2 separate regions of the Ovis aries genome follow, and region 1 is linked to region 2. Evidence: chromatin contacts called from public Hi-C data. All regions are on one chromosome and are shown on one strand. The core of a region is the stretch at or near the end of the contact, and the rest is flanking DNA. Distances in the headings are between cores, read along the strand shown.

Evidence for each region. Hi-C and Micro-C count contacts between places; a contact is called where the count stands out from the background.
Region 1: a Hi-C map of tail adipose tissue shows a contact between it and region 2, with 2.4 times the contacts expected there. The contact joins the enhancer-like site here to the promoter of SEMA3C in region 2.

What each region holds. Positions count from the first base shown.
Region 1 is chr4:41,516,916-41,523,841 of ARS-UI_Ramb_v3.0, forward strand. It overlaps SEMA3C (semaphorin 3C), which reads left to right. Exons shown (of 18, transcript XM_004007807.5): 6 at 1,837-1,927; 7 at 5,909-6,028. Among named protein-coding and RNA genes, the nearest start is that of SEMA3C, 140 kb to the left of the region's middle. Within about 2 kb of position 3,751, at least 3 of the 54 cell types and tissues checked have an H3K27ac peak or open chromatin away from gene starts, as enhancers often do. A contact at or near this core is called in tail adipose tissue, where this site is marked.
Region 2 is chr4:41,383,381-41,389,797 of ARS-UI_Ramb_v3.0, forward strand. It overlaps SEMA3C (semaphorin 3C), which reads left to right and starts at 1,691. Exons shown (of 18, transcript XM_004007807.5): 1 at 1,691-1,910; 2 at 3,925-4,065. The coding sequence starts at 3,963. All of the region lies in intron 1 of LOC132659678 (a long non-coding RNA gene), which reads right to left.

The DNA.
Region 1 (6,926 bases), core at 2,501-5,000, 140 kb after region 2:
ACTGAACAACATTATATAAACAATACCCTCTTGGAAAGCAGACATGACTGAATTTTGCTTTTGTCACTATCTGTGTGTGATCTTGGAAAAGCCATATTTTCCTCATCTTCGGAGTCGATCCATAAAGAGTATTGGGTTGTAGGACCTTTCTAGGCTAGAGCACTGTGATTCTTTTCAAGCGCTATGATTTCCCATTACCTCAGAGATTTCTTGCAATACATTAAGCTCAGTATAACAAAAATGAAATAGTTTTTCTTTAAAGAGAAAACTTCAGAATCAACTTTATTTTCTTCATCTTCTTGAACTATATCTAATTAGTTATTGTCAAGCTCTATCTATTTTCACTTTACAGATCTTCTCATATCTTTACCCTAACCAAGAGATCCTAGCATGTCGATTATTATTCCCTAATTCCTGGACTACTGAGTTGAAAACAAATTTATTTTCTTGAATTCAGTGTCTGTTTTTAAAACCACCATTCTCAGTCTTCTTAAAGAACAAGATAAGGTCCAATCTTCTTAAAACAATGTTTTGATCCTTTTATTCCATACTCAAAAAATGTTGAGCTTGCATTTTCTTTGGTATAATTTTGGAAAACAGCTTAATAATTAATCCATCATCCAATACAATCAACAATGTGATCATTTTTTCTTTGAATTTTAGTAGTAGCTTTTACTCACTTTATTTAAGTAAAAAGATAAATATACAAACAAAATGCTCCCTCTCAGTGAAGCTACACTGACCATTATATTTCTAATTGAACCCACTGCCCCCATTCCCTGCTTAAATTTTCTCCAAAGCACTGAATACCATTTAGCATACTCAATATTTTACGTGTTGATTCTTTTTATATTCTGTATTTCCATTCTCTATCTTTGGTTTATAAATTACCTACAGGTAAGAATTTTTGACTGTTTTGTTTACTCTGTCCCCAATGTTTTGTCAGTGTTGGGCACATAGTAGATGCTTGTTAAGTTTTTGTTAAGTAAATGAATGAGTAAATGAAGCATTTTTAACTAAATTATGAATTATTTTGTTAAATCTAGTATAATGCTTTCTATAACAAAGTGGTAATGTAAAATTTTATATTTAAAAAAGATCTTGATTATTTTGAAAGTATCATAATCCTTATACACATTGTTTCTCTGTGAACAGTTTTCTTCTTTTGGACAATGTTCAACCTATCTAGTTCAGGTTTACAATGATCCTTGATTTCCAAGTGTTGATTTTTTTTTTTTTTAGTATAATTGCTTCACAATGTTAGTTTCTGCTGTACAATAAGTGAATCATCTATAAGTAGACATATATCCCCTCCCTTTTGGGTCTCCCTCCCACTTCACCCCCATCCCACCCACTAGGTCATCACCGAGCATCAAGCTGAGCTTCTAGAGCAGGTTTCCCACTAGCTTTCTCTTTTACACGTGGTAATTTATATATGCCAATCCTAAGCTCCCAATTTGTCTCACCCTCCCCTTCCCCTGTGTCTGCATGTCCATTCTCCACATCTGCATCTATATTCTTACACTGGAATAGGCTTATCTGTACCATTTTTCTAAGCCAAGTGTTTTTATTGATATTGATTTGAGAACTTGTTGGATTAACTTTATGGGGAGTGTGATAGGATGAGAACTTGACGTGCTAAGGTTAGTTTATAACTTACAGATGCATTCTTCATATAGGCCAAGAAAACTTTAACATAGTAAACTTGGGAAGGCATAAACCACCAAGTAGAAGGCGTGTTATTCATCATGATGCTTTGTTTTACTAAAGAACAATTGGTTAAGTAAGATAAAGCAATTTATTTTTTTTACATTTTCAATTTTATCTATAATAAAGGACCAAGTTTTCATGATTGACTCCAAGTGTGAATCTGGAAAAGGACGCTGCTCTTTCAACCCCAATGTGAACACAGTGTCTGTTATGATCAGTAAGTGGAAAATAAAAGGGGAGGTTTAAAAAAGGAAATTAAAGAAAATAAATAAATTATACCATATGTCCATTTTGAATAGTTGTGTGGATGATAGTACAGGAGTAAAATAATAGAAAGCAAGTTGTGAGAAATTCTAATTTCTTATTTCTAAGAATATTCATGAGTAAATGATAGCCATGTGTTTTTCCATCTAATATGACTAATGTCATTCATAGAATAAGTCAACCATTTAAAAAGTGTATGTATGTATACATATGTTTATAAATTTCTTATGCATACATATATCAATATATATTAGGAAGTAAATTTCAGTGTAGTTGTTATTTTGTGTATTCTCTTTTTCTGATGTTTTAGTTATCTTTTACAAACAATTAAAACTGGTATTTCTTTCATGTGAAGAAATAGCAAAGTGCATATGTTAGCCAAGTACATTCCCTATGAAATGTCTAAAAGTTCCCATACAAAAAAACAGGTATTAGTAAAATAACTTTTTTATTTCCTCATATTTTGTAAATTATATCAGTTAAGAATCAGGCCCAATTTCTCCCTGCCACACACATAAATAAATCAATGTACTTGAGTCTCAGTCATCAGTGCCTATCTATAACTCACTTGAAAGACACTCTAGAATATGTCTTAAGACATATTATAATATGTAATTAAGACACTGCTGGAATACGTCTGACTTAACATTAGTTGACTATAAGACGAATCTTAAATTTCAGTATGCCAATTATATAGTAAAAACTTTGTCCTTTCTGTTTCTCTATGTTTTGCCAGTGGTAAAATCGCATCATTTAACAAAAGAACAGGTGGGAAAATAATTACTATGTTCAACAGACTTTGCTTTGATTCATTTTAAAAAGCAACTCATCTTTCTTTCTCAGATCTGGAAACTAAATTAAGATAAGTACTCCAGCATTGACTAAAATGTGAACTTGAAATTATCCAGTAAATTATTTCCGTATAGTCATTCAGATTGGTCAGGGAGGAAATGAAAGTGTATCATTAGGACAAAAAATTAGGAAGCTTTGAAACTACAGGATATATAATTAAGTCTGATGCAAAGTATTTTCAAATAAGTATCCAAATATTATTTAATAGAAGCAATGTCTCAGAAAGTATTTGCCTTTAGAAACTATGATTTGTATACTATTAGATAAATACAAAAATTTTTCACTTATTTCAAGTTAAATGCTATGAATTTCTAAACTTAGAAATTCAAAATTATTGTTAACACTGATACTAGAAATTTTATCTCATCAAGTATTATTTAGGACAAAAAAGAGTTAAAACAAAGCATTATAAATTTTTCTGTTAAACTATGATAAGTCATATAATAGTTTTGCCCTTAGCGAATTGGATTCATTTACAAAATGAAGATAATAATTCATCTTCATTTTTCAAAGACCTGAGACTTTGATTCCTAGGCTCATGTTCTTATACTATACTTTTTAACATTTTGGTTAACAAGATTCTTACTATCAAAGAAAATCATTAAACAATTTTCTTAACTTAGCTGAAACTAAAAAGAGCATGAAGTTTTATAACCTTGTATTTATCATTTTATTTATTCCATTGATTATCTCTGTAATATTATCTCCAATATTATGCATTTCTTTGTGTAGCCATCTCACTTTGCCATTTGATGTTTTATCATTTATGTTCAATTACAATGCACTATATAATTTGGTTAAAATATTAAAGTGCCAAGAAATGTTGAGAATTAGAAGAATTTCAAATTTCACAATATAGCATGGCATCTGGCCCAACGCACTAGTGTTCTTTTGCTATTTTTAGTAATTGTTGTAGCACATCGAAGTCAGATGACATCTCTTATTAAGGAAGCTATCCAAAACCTCTTGAGATATTTTTTAGTCAGTGGATGTACAACTGGAAATCAAAATATTTTTGGATTAAAGTTTAAAAGAAGCAAGTTTATCTTTGCATAAACCTTACAATTAAATTCTGAAAAAAAATTTCTACTCTTAAACAAAATTATTTCCAAAGTAAAACTATTTCTTACACAAAATAAAGAAGAAACTTTATTATTTTAACTTGCTGTTAAAGTTACTGAGAATTTATGACAGGAAATGAAGCCAGTTAACCATCTAACTCTTTTAAAATAATCTTATCATTTTTATTTCTTTATTTTTAATTTATTTTTAATTGGAGGGCTTCTGCCATGCTACACAGATCAGCCATCTAATTCTTTTGTAGTGTTTATTGTTTAGTCACTTAGTTATGTATATATTGGACTCTTTTGTGACCCCATTGATTTTAACCCTTGAGGCTCCTCTGTCAATGGGATTTCCTACACAAGAATACTGCTGTAGGTTGCCATTTCCTTTTTCCAAGAAATCTTCCCAACCCAGGGATCAAACCCAAATCTCCTGCATTGGCAGGTAGATTCTTTACCACTGAGCCACCAGGGAAGCCCTTTTAAGACAAAGCTAAAAAAGTGGTATGCAGTAGGATTAGAATCAGTCCTCTCCACAATAAACCATCCTCTGAGTGTCCTTTTTTTTTCTTCCTGTAAACAGATATGAGATTATAATTCTGAGCTGTGCTAATAAATCTATTGAATATAAAAAATGTATAACCTTCTCTTTGGGGGCATAATTGGGTATAACAAAGCTGTGAAATAATTAATTACAAAGTTATCTCAATTTAACAATCATTGTATCTACAGAATACTTGCATAGATGCTTCACAAACGTTCACAAAATTGTAAAGAAACTTAATTGCTCAAAATCCTTTCATACAACTCTTTTTTCGTTGTCTCCCTATAATCTGTTCCCATGGACTTCAGCTCTCTAGTAGGAAGCAGAAAAGGCAACACAATGCCTGACATACCCACTTGCTAACTGGTAGGGGTCCAGTTTGTGACCTGGTGAGCACATATTGAAAACATTCCATTCTTCATTCTATCCTAGTCCAACTGGGATTGCTTATTACTAAACAGTGAGCTTAGAATGCTCTAAAATGTTTCAGTTCTGTCAAAATGACCACAATCTGAAGTGGCGAGGGGAGTCATTCTAGAATATCAGATGCTTGGTAGGTCAGTGGGCCAGACCTGATAAACTTTATTATTTTTTCAACTCAACTATTGTTTTGTACAAAAAAGTCACACATACCAATTTGCTATTTACTCTCCTTACTAGACTAAAAATTAATGTAGATGTTAACAAAGAAGCAAAATGTCGAATGTTATGCACATACAGATTAGGATATCTTATTTTTGTCAATAAAAATGATAAATTAATTCAATCTTAAAATATCTTTTTTCTTGTCTTTAAATTTTATTTTAAATGAGTTAATATGTTAAGCTATAGATGGTTTATTAAAATTGTATTATATTATTAACATAATGTTAATATGTTATGTGCTACAATTGATAAAGTAGCACTTTGTTTACCCTATAGAAACCTTCTAGCATCAAAGAACAAAACATATACTTTTAATGATGAAATTGTGTTAATCATAGAGTTTTTAATAAACAGCAAGAATTATCTGATCATAATCCAGTTCCTATAGAAGAATGAGATTCAGGGTGCTAAATGATTTATCCCTAATTTTCAGTTTGTTAATTCCTGCCAGAATTGGAAATCAAGTTTTCTGATTCTTAGAATATGTTTTTACTTATTAAACAAGTAATAAGTAAGTCATTTCTTTTTTTTAATTTATATATTGTTTCTGCCATTACTGATACACAGTATATGAACATAGGTATTTAGTGTAGCTAAGTCAGGCAGAGGAATTTTATCTCTATATAGGAAATGTTGTTTTGGTAGTGATATATGAGACCAGATTAAACTTTATCCAAATTTTTTTATTTGGTGGACAATGGAAAGCAATTAGCAACTTAAACACTTAAATACTCTGTAATATATGTCATGATCTAATAAGCAGATTTTTAAAATACCCTTTAAAACATTTGATTTGCTTTTAATTTTGTTGATATTTGCTTTTTTATAGATGAAGAGCTTTTCTCTGGAATGTATATAGATTTCATGGGGACAGATGCAGCTATTTTTCGAAGTTTAACCAAGAGGAATGCAGTCAGAACTGATCAACACAATTCCAAATGGCTAAGTGGTAAAATAACAGTTTATCCATTTTTTGAGAGCCAGACTTTAAACTACTTTGTTTAATATCATAATGAAAATTCCATTAAAATTGTTAAAAAATTATGAGTGACAACAGTTTTGTACTCTGTGATTTTAAATATTTAGGCTAAATATATGAATGAAATGATCCAGGTTTCACATTGTAACTCTTTATTAACGATTATAGAATTATCATAGGATATATTAATAATAAAATGACAGAGATACTCATCATATGGGCCTATAGACAAGAATCTTCTCCAGTTGTTTAATTGTAGCATATTACAATGAAGTGTCATTTATTCATTTGGTCTGCTTTCATATTTTAATGCAAAATCTAAAATTTTTCCAAAATTTATGACAGATATAATGAGTAGGGCTTATTTAGAAGCTCTTCCTAATTGTTTTATGCTTAGATTCTAAAGCTATAAAAGTGGTATATATTTTTTTTTCACAAATTGACCAATAATTTATGGAAACCATAACTATGCTAATTTTATTATATTCAGTATTCAGATGTTTCTTATTTGGGGGGTCACATGGAATTCACATGATGAAAAGTGCTCATTTGACTTTAATGTACACTTCCATTGTACATTTGCTCCATTGTACAATTGCTATTGTTTAGAGGAGGAAGAAACTAAGATCTTTGTCATTTCACCCTGGGGATAGTTTAAACTGACCTTAAATTTGGCAGTTCACTCAACATTGCACAGTTAAGCATGAATCACTATAATTGAGCATCCTATTTCACTGATAGACCAGCATAAGAAAGCATTGATTGTCCATTTACTTCTTCAGATTTTTCCTCCAGTACATCTGGAAATAGAGTATTCTAAAGGTTGTTTTGTTCTTGAAATAAGGAATCCTTCTATGCCTTCAAATGA
Region 2 (6,417 bases), core at 441-2,940:
ACTAAAGCGACTAAGCAACTGCAGCAGCAAGTGTCTAATGACTCCACATTTGGAAATTAAGGATTATACAGTTTGTTAATGCTCACTGCATTCTTCTTTCTAATGATTTATTCTTTTCCCTCCCTAATTTACAAATGCTGAAGGATATATACAAATACATCAGTAGGAAAGTAATAATGATCACTATAACTCGGATCTTAATCAGTTTCAGATGTATTTCAGAGAAAACCATGCATAGTGTTTACTCATGTTTACATCTGGTTTCTAATACTGTCAGATGTTTTGACAGTTAAATTCATTATTACAAACATGTCAAGGAGCTGCTCGCATTTTTATTTCACTAATTATCACAAAAATAATTTAACTATTAGATTTTTTTTAAGAACAGATCCACTTAATTTGAAATTTCTTTCATAAACATAGTTTGTGTCTGAAGATAATATTGGTCATGGAATATAATTTTTGAACACAAGTTTGCATTCTTATTTGGCATACTCCCTTCATATCTCACTGCACAGAAAAAGTTGGTGGCATAACACAAGAAGTGGTGCTTAGATACATGAAAGATGTGTCTTAATCACTTCTTCTCTTCCTTCTAGTGAGATTTAGCTCAGCTGTCCCACTCCATCAAAGATTTTGCACTCTCAGAAGTATTTTCTATGATAGTTTATAAGAATTTAGTGATCTAACTTATTTCATAAAGAAAATTATAAGAAACACGGTAGAGAAATTTCACTCCATGTTCTCTCTGTATAGTGACATCTACTGGGCTGTAGCTCACAGTGATTTTTAAGCAAGTACCTGCTCATTTTATGGAGATGGAAGCTCATTCCTCCCCAAGTACAAATATGTAGTTAATTGTGATCCAGAGAAATAATTTTCACTTAAACATCAACGTTAGTTCCAGAATTTAACAAGGTTACCTGAAGGTAGTGCTGGAAATATATACCCTTGATGTCTAGATTCGTAAACCTCTGTTGGTATAATTCAAAATAGGCTTCTTCTATACAACTGTGAAATAATTTCTTAATATTATGTTTTGGGAGTATCCCGGAAGGTAGGGTATTGTATATGAGTGACCGTGGAAAGGTCGACAAAGTTACTGCATTGGGGACATTAAGGAAGCACAATAGGAAACAATACCCATTAAAAGGATAAACTTCTGCGATGAGACTGTTTTATGTCGACCGGTTTTAGAAAACGTTCTACAGGAAAAGATCGAGACTCATGCCTTTAAAAAACCCATCTACTTGCCTTAAAAGGATGCTGTGATCCTTTTCTGGCAAAAACTGCTTTGCACTTTGATAGTTTAAGGCCAAGCTTAATCCTGAATGCCTTCCCAGAGCAGCCGGTAACAAACAAAAACCTTGGAACACACCCTGTAAGTTGCTCACTCCACCGCGGAGTGAGAAAGGAGCAGAGTTGTTTAGTTGGCCCCCTAGCCTGCTGCAGCGCATTCCTGTATCTCGAGGGCAGCTTGTCCTGGGGTCGGCCCCGCCCTGGCGGCTCCCTGCCACCCTCTCGCGGGCGCGCTCTGGGTGGGGCCTCGCGGCCGGTGGAGATGCGGCCGAGTGTGTTGGGCGGGTGATGTGAGCTGGCTGGGCGGCGCGCCGGGGCAGCCGGAGCCGTGCGCCGCGTAGCTGTAATCGGACACCCGAGCGCTCGCCCTTGCGCCGGCCACTTTCCATTCACTCCCGAGTGCTTGATTGAGCGACGCGGAGCAGGGCTCCGGGTGCCGCGCCGCGGCAACGCTGAGGATTCCTTTACAAAGGAACTCAGAAGGCAGGAAAGAAAGAATTTCATCGCTGGGACGTCCTAGAAATTACGGTCTTTTGGGGAAAGCGCTAGAAAAGAGGATCCAAACCTGTAGCGCATTGACGACTTTTCCGCGCTGATCTCTTTCCACCTCGGTAAGCTGGATTCGTTGTTTTCAGCATTACAAATTTAGCAAAATACAACTTTGGATCTGTGTATAGACTTTTCACACATCCGTGTTCTCAAATCTGGGCATTTTCTTAAGAGCGCATGCAGTTTGTCATGGAAGTGTTTCCCTAGCAGAGAGCCTGGCTGGAATTGTTTTTTTAGGTTATGACACCTGCGGAGAGTTTAAAGTTGAGTATCCCTGCCTTCTAAGGCAAAATTACTGGAGAGAATTTTATAAGAGGCCTTTCATTACATGTTATTAGTGTTCAGTCGTTACAAGTGAACACAGTAAGCATCGTGTCTTAAGTGTTTGAGTTAAAGGGGAGAAGTCATAAAATGTGAGGGGCGGGGGCATGTATAAGATACTTGACTTTCCCTCACTTCTCATCTCTGGATGGCTTGAAATCACGTTGCTCTTTATACTCACTCCACTTGACCTGTCATTTCATCTCCAATGTTATTTTTTGCAATTTGTGGCATATGTTGCTTTCATAGGGACATATCAGATAAGATATTGATAATAGCAGTATGTAAAAATGTGTATTTATTGTCCTGCTTAATACAGAGGCAAAGGTTAGGCATATTTATATATTTGGTGGGGAATTTAACTATAAAGTCAACAAAACCAGGGAGCAAATTACTAAGGGAAAATCACCCTATAAAATCGGTTTTCTTTCAAGTTAATTTAGGGATAACAAGGTGAAGAGGTTGTGGAAGCAGGAAGTGTTTCTTTTGAAAATTAGGAACACAAACATCTCTAGGGTTTTCTCCATCTGTGTGGTCAAAGAAGCATAGAATTTTTTTTTTCGACCTCTTACATGTACCACCTAAGAAATCAATAGAAGTTTTGTTTACAGTGGCATATTCAGTTTAGTTGTTCCTTTGATTCTGTATTACTGAAGCTTCTCTATTGCTCCTGTACTGTATTACTTGTCAAATTTTATTGGCATTTCTTTATTGAATAATTGTGGTAAGATTTTACTTTTAAAAGCCACATACTATTGAAAATCAGTATTGTTATAACCTGTAAAAATAAATTTCTAGATTAAACTCTGTCATGTCATCTCATTGTATAATTGTGTTGGACTCACAATGATTTTTCTTTTTGATGGTCCTGAGTTTATTTTGCATGTGGCTACTGGAGCCCCTATAGATTTGATATTACACATGTGATCTCTGGTGTTCAGACATTAGTTAATAGCATACATCAATTATATAGATATGGTTTTAAACAGTAATACCTGTCCCTCTGATTTATCCTTTGAAATTTTGACAGCCCACTTTCTAGGTGATTTATTTTAAAAAAGCATTGAGGGATACATGGTTCACTGGATTGCTCACCACTAGGTCATTGGTTTGTATTTGGCACAAATTCATGGTTACCTCATCTACATCATTTAACAGCTGTATGGTCATCTGTATAAACTGGCAGATAACTAATTCCAGTGATATAAGTGATGAGGAATTGAGCCCTGGTAGATTTTTGTGTAGAACTATCATTTCAGAGATGGTTACTCCAAAGAGCTAATGAGTGTGTGGAAGTGAAATTTTATGTGAGGTTTTTCTACTGCTACTGTATTTATGGTAGAAACAGAAGTTTCCATCTGTTAATCCCTATTGGCACCATTCTCAAATCTTTTCAATGTAATGTGTGTTTTGCTGTTGTTGTTTAAAGAGAATAACAAGTTTAAATATTGGTTTTTCCTTTGGGAATTGACAACATTTTCCTGGCTGCTTTGTTTAATATTCACATTATTTTGCTGGATGATGAAATAATTTCACTTTTAACAAAGACTTCTAGACACAAATGAATTCAAATCCAAATTTTCACATGTAAGACAGAAAGTCACAGCACCTCCTACTGTTTGCATAACTCTGAAAGTTCAGATATGTCTTTGTGAATAAGGTGCTGTCTAGATTGCAGGTTTTGTGTGTATGGGTGGGTGTGTGCTCCTAAAGTGTGAAGTAAAATATAACAAACTTATTATCTTTATTGTAAAGGTATTTTCCCTTGGATATTAACTTGCAAATCTGAAGAAATGGCATTCCAGGCAGTTTGCCTCTTGGTTGGAGTATTTGTTTGTTCTACCTATGTGAAAGGATCGTCTCAGCCCCAAGCAAGAGTTTACTTAACATTTGATGGTAAGAAAGTTGATAAACAATCTGAGAAAAATTTTGAAGTCTTTTTTTTTTCTTAATCCAGATACAAAAATTAGTAAAGAGAGTAAAATAATAATTGAGTATTGATTAGCATTAAAAAATGTCTACTGGATTGCTTTTTGGATGATGTGGCTGTTTTAAATTATTGATTACCAGACAAAGCCGTCTGTTTCATTTGTTTATGAAAATGTGTGAAATGGATTCTGCCCTTTTTTGAAGTTCCTTCTGTGTTTACATGTACATTCATGAGGAGATGGTGAGGACTCCAAAGCCTAAGATCTTTACGCTTAGTAGTCATTTACCTTTGATGAAGAATACCCCTTATACGGAACTTCTCATCCATAGAAAGAGCTGTGCAGGTTTAGTTATTGAAATTTTTTTCTAATGCCTTTTGAGCCTTAAATTCAAGACTAGGTCTCTCCATATGTTGTTCTAATGGTGTTCTTCTATTTCCATGAGGAGATCCTGAGGTTGGCAAACTCTCCTAAGTAATTAAAAAGGACCTAAAATAATATGCTTTGGATTGCTGTTATATGCAAATGCTCTCTTCTGAATCTTGGAAAATGAGTGTGATTTCAAATATTCACGAACATGAAAGGCATATTAAGGTCCTCTGAGGGAATGGTTTGCCAAATGTGTGTGTGAGCTTTAATGTATATAATATAAAAGACTTGGAGATGGATGATTTTGGTCATCATGTAACCCAAAATAATTGGACAGATGGAATAAGAGATGGATCAGGAAGATCATCTTGCCAGTCAGAGTCACTTATATTTTTATTGCTCCTTTCAGCTTATCTCTGCATAAACATTAGTGTCACTGGGCATATTTTCATTCATTTGAGAAACAGTATACTCTCAGGCCTTATATAGCTGTGAGCCTTTGAAACTCTGTTATTTTGAATTTCAAACAGCAGTATGACTGACAATTATGAGTCAAATGTCCATCTTTTTTCTTAGTTTCTTAAATCACCAGCACTTTCCCCAGGGTCATCACAAGCACTGAAGGAGCCTTATTTGGAACTTAGAGTGTGTGAGCTTCTGATTGTTTCCTTAGCTTCTGAATTAGCCATTCCCCTCAAGAACCCATGGCTATCAAGTTGGGAAGAAAAAAGACCTTTTGAAATGTCTTTTTTTTTTTTTTTAATTACTAACACAACTTGCTGGCTGCTTTCACCTCTTCTCCCAGGATGAAAACTGTGAATTGTTGTTGTTTACTCACTGAGTTGTTTCTGACTTTTCTGCAACCCCATGGACTATAGCCCATAGGCTCCTCTGTCTGTGACATTTCCCAGTCAAGAATGCTGAAGTGGGTTGCCATTTCCTTCTTCAGGGGATCTTCTAGACCCAGGGATTGAACCTCCATCTCCTGCATTGCAGGTGGATTCTTTACCACTGAGCCACCAGGGAAGCCCTAGAGCTATGAATTATCTAATCAAGTAAAAAAAATAAAGGCACTAAGGAGCAGTGCAATTCCCTCCCTGTTTTCTGTATTTCTCTCAGTATATAGGAAGATGACATGGCAACCCACTCCAGTATTCTTGCCTAGAGAATTCCGTGGACAGGGGAGACTGGTGGGCTGCTGTCCACAGGGTCGCACAGAGTCAGACACGACTGAAGCGACTTAGCATGCATGCATAGGAAGATGAAGTGATCGCATAGGTTAGGTATCTAAACCTGCTTTCTGTTACACTGAAACTAATTAAAAAATTTTAAACTGAAACTTAAGCTTGAATATTTAACTGTTAAAAACAAGTTTGTCACTAGAGATAGTTCATCAAGGCTGTTTTTGAAAAGACAGTTACATTTTATCTTTTAAAGAGGAAATTAAGTAATACAGTCTTTTGAAACCAGACTTCAGTATCTTATAGGATAATGACTACTGTTTACAACATGACTGGAAATTATGATGAACTTTTTAAAATACTGTATATCTAAAATTTTAAGTGCTCTGAAATTAAAAAAAAATCTTATAGAATAATACTTAATTTATAACATATGCCGAATACAGCATGATTAGATAACTATCTGAAAATCTTATAATTCCTATTTTATTCTCCCCAAGAGTCTTACTTGGAAATTACTAGATAGAATTCACTTAATTTGGATACTGTTTTAAAAATATATATCACCAAGGATAATGAAATCCCACAATTTATAAATTAATAACAAAAAAACCCTCCAAAAATTAACTATGTAATAGGAAAAGTATCTTGAGAAAAACCAGTTGTTTAAAATGTATAAATTTTAATCATTAGGTCATAGTAATTTTCTTAACTGATTTGACTGCACCTGCTTGAAGTCTTGTTCCAAATTTCTTATTACTTAAAGTGTC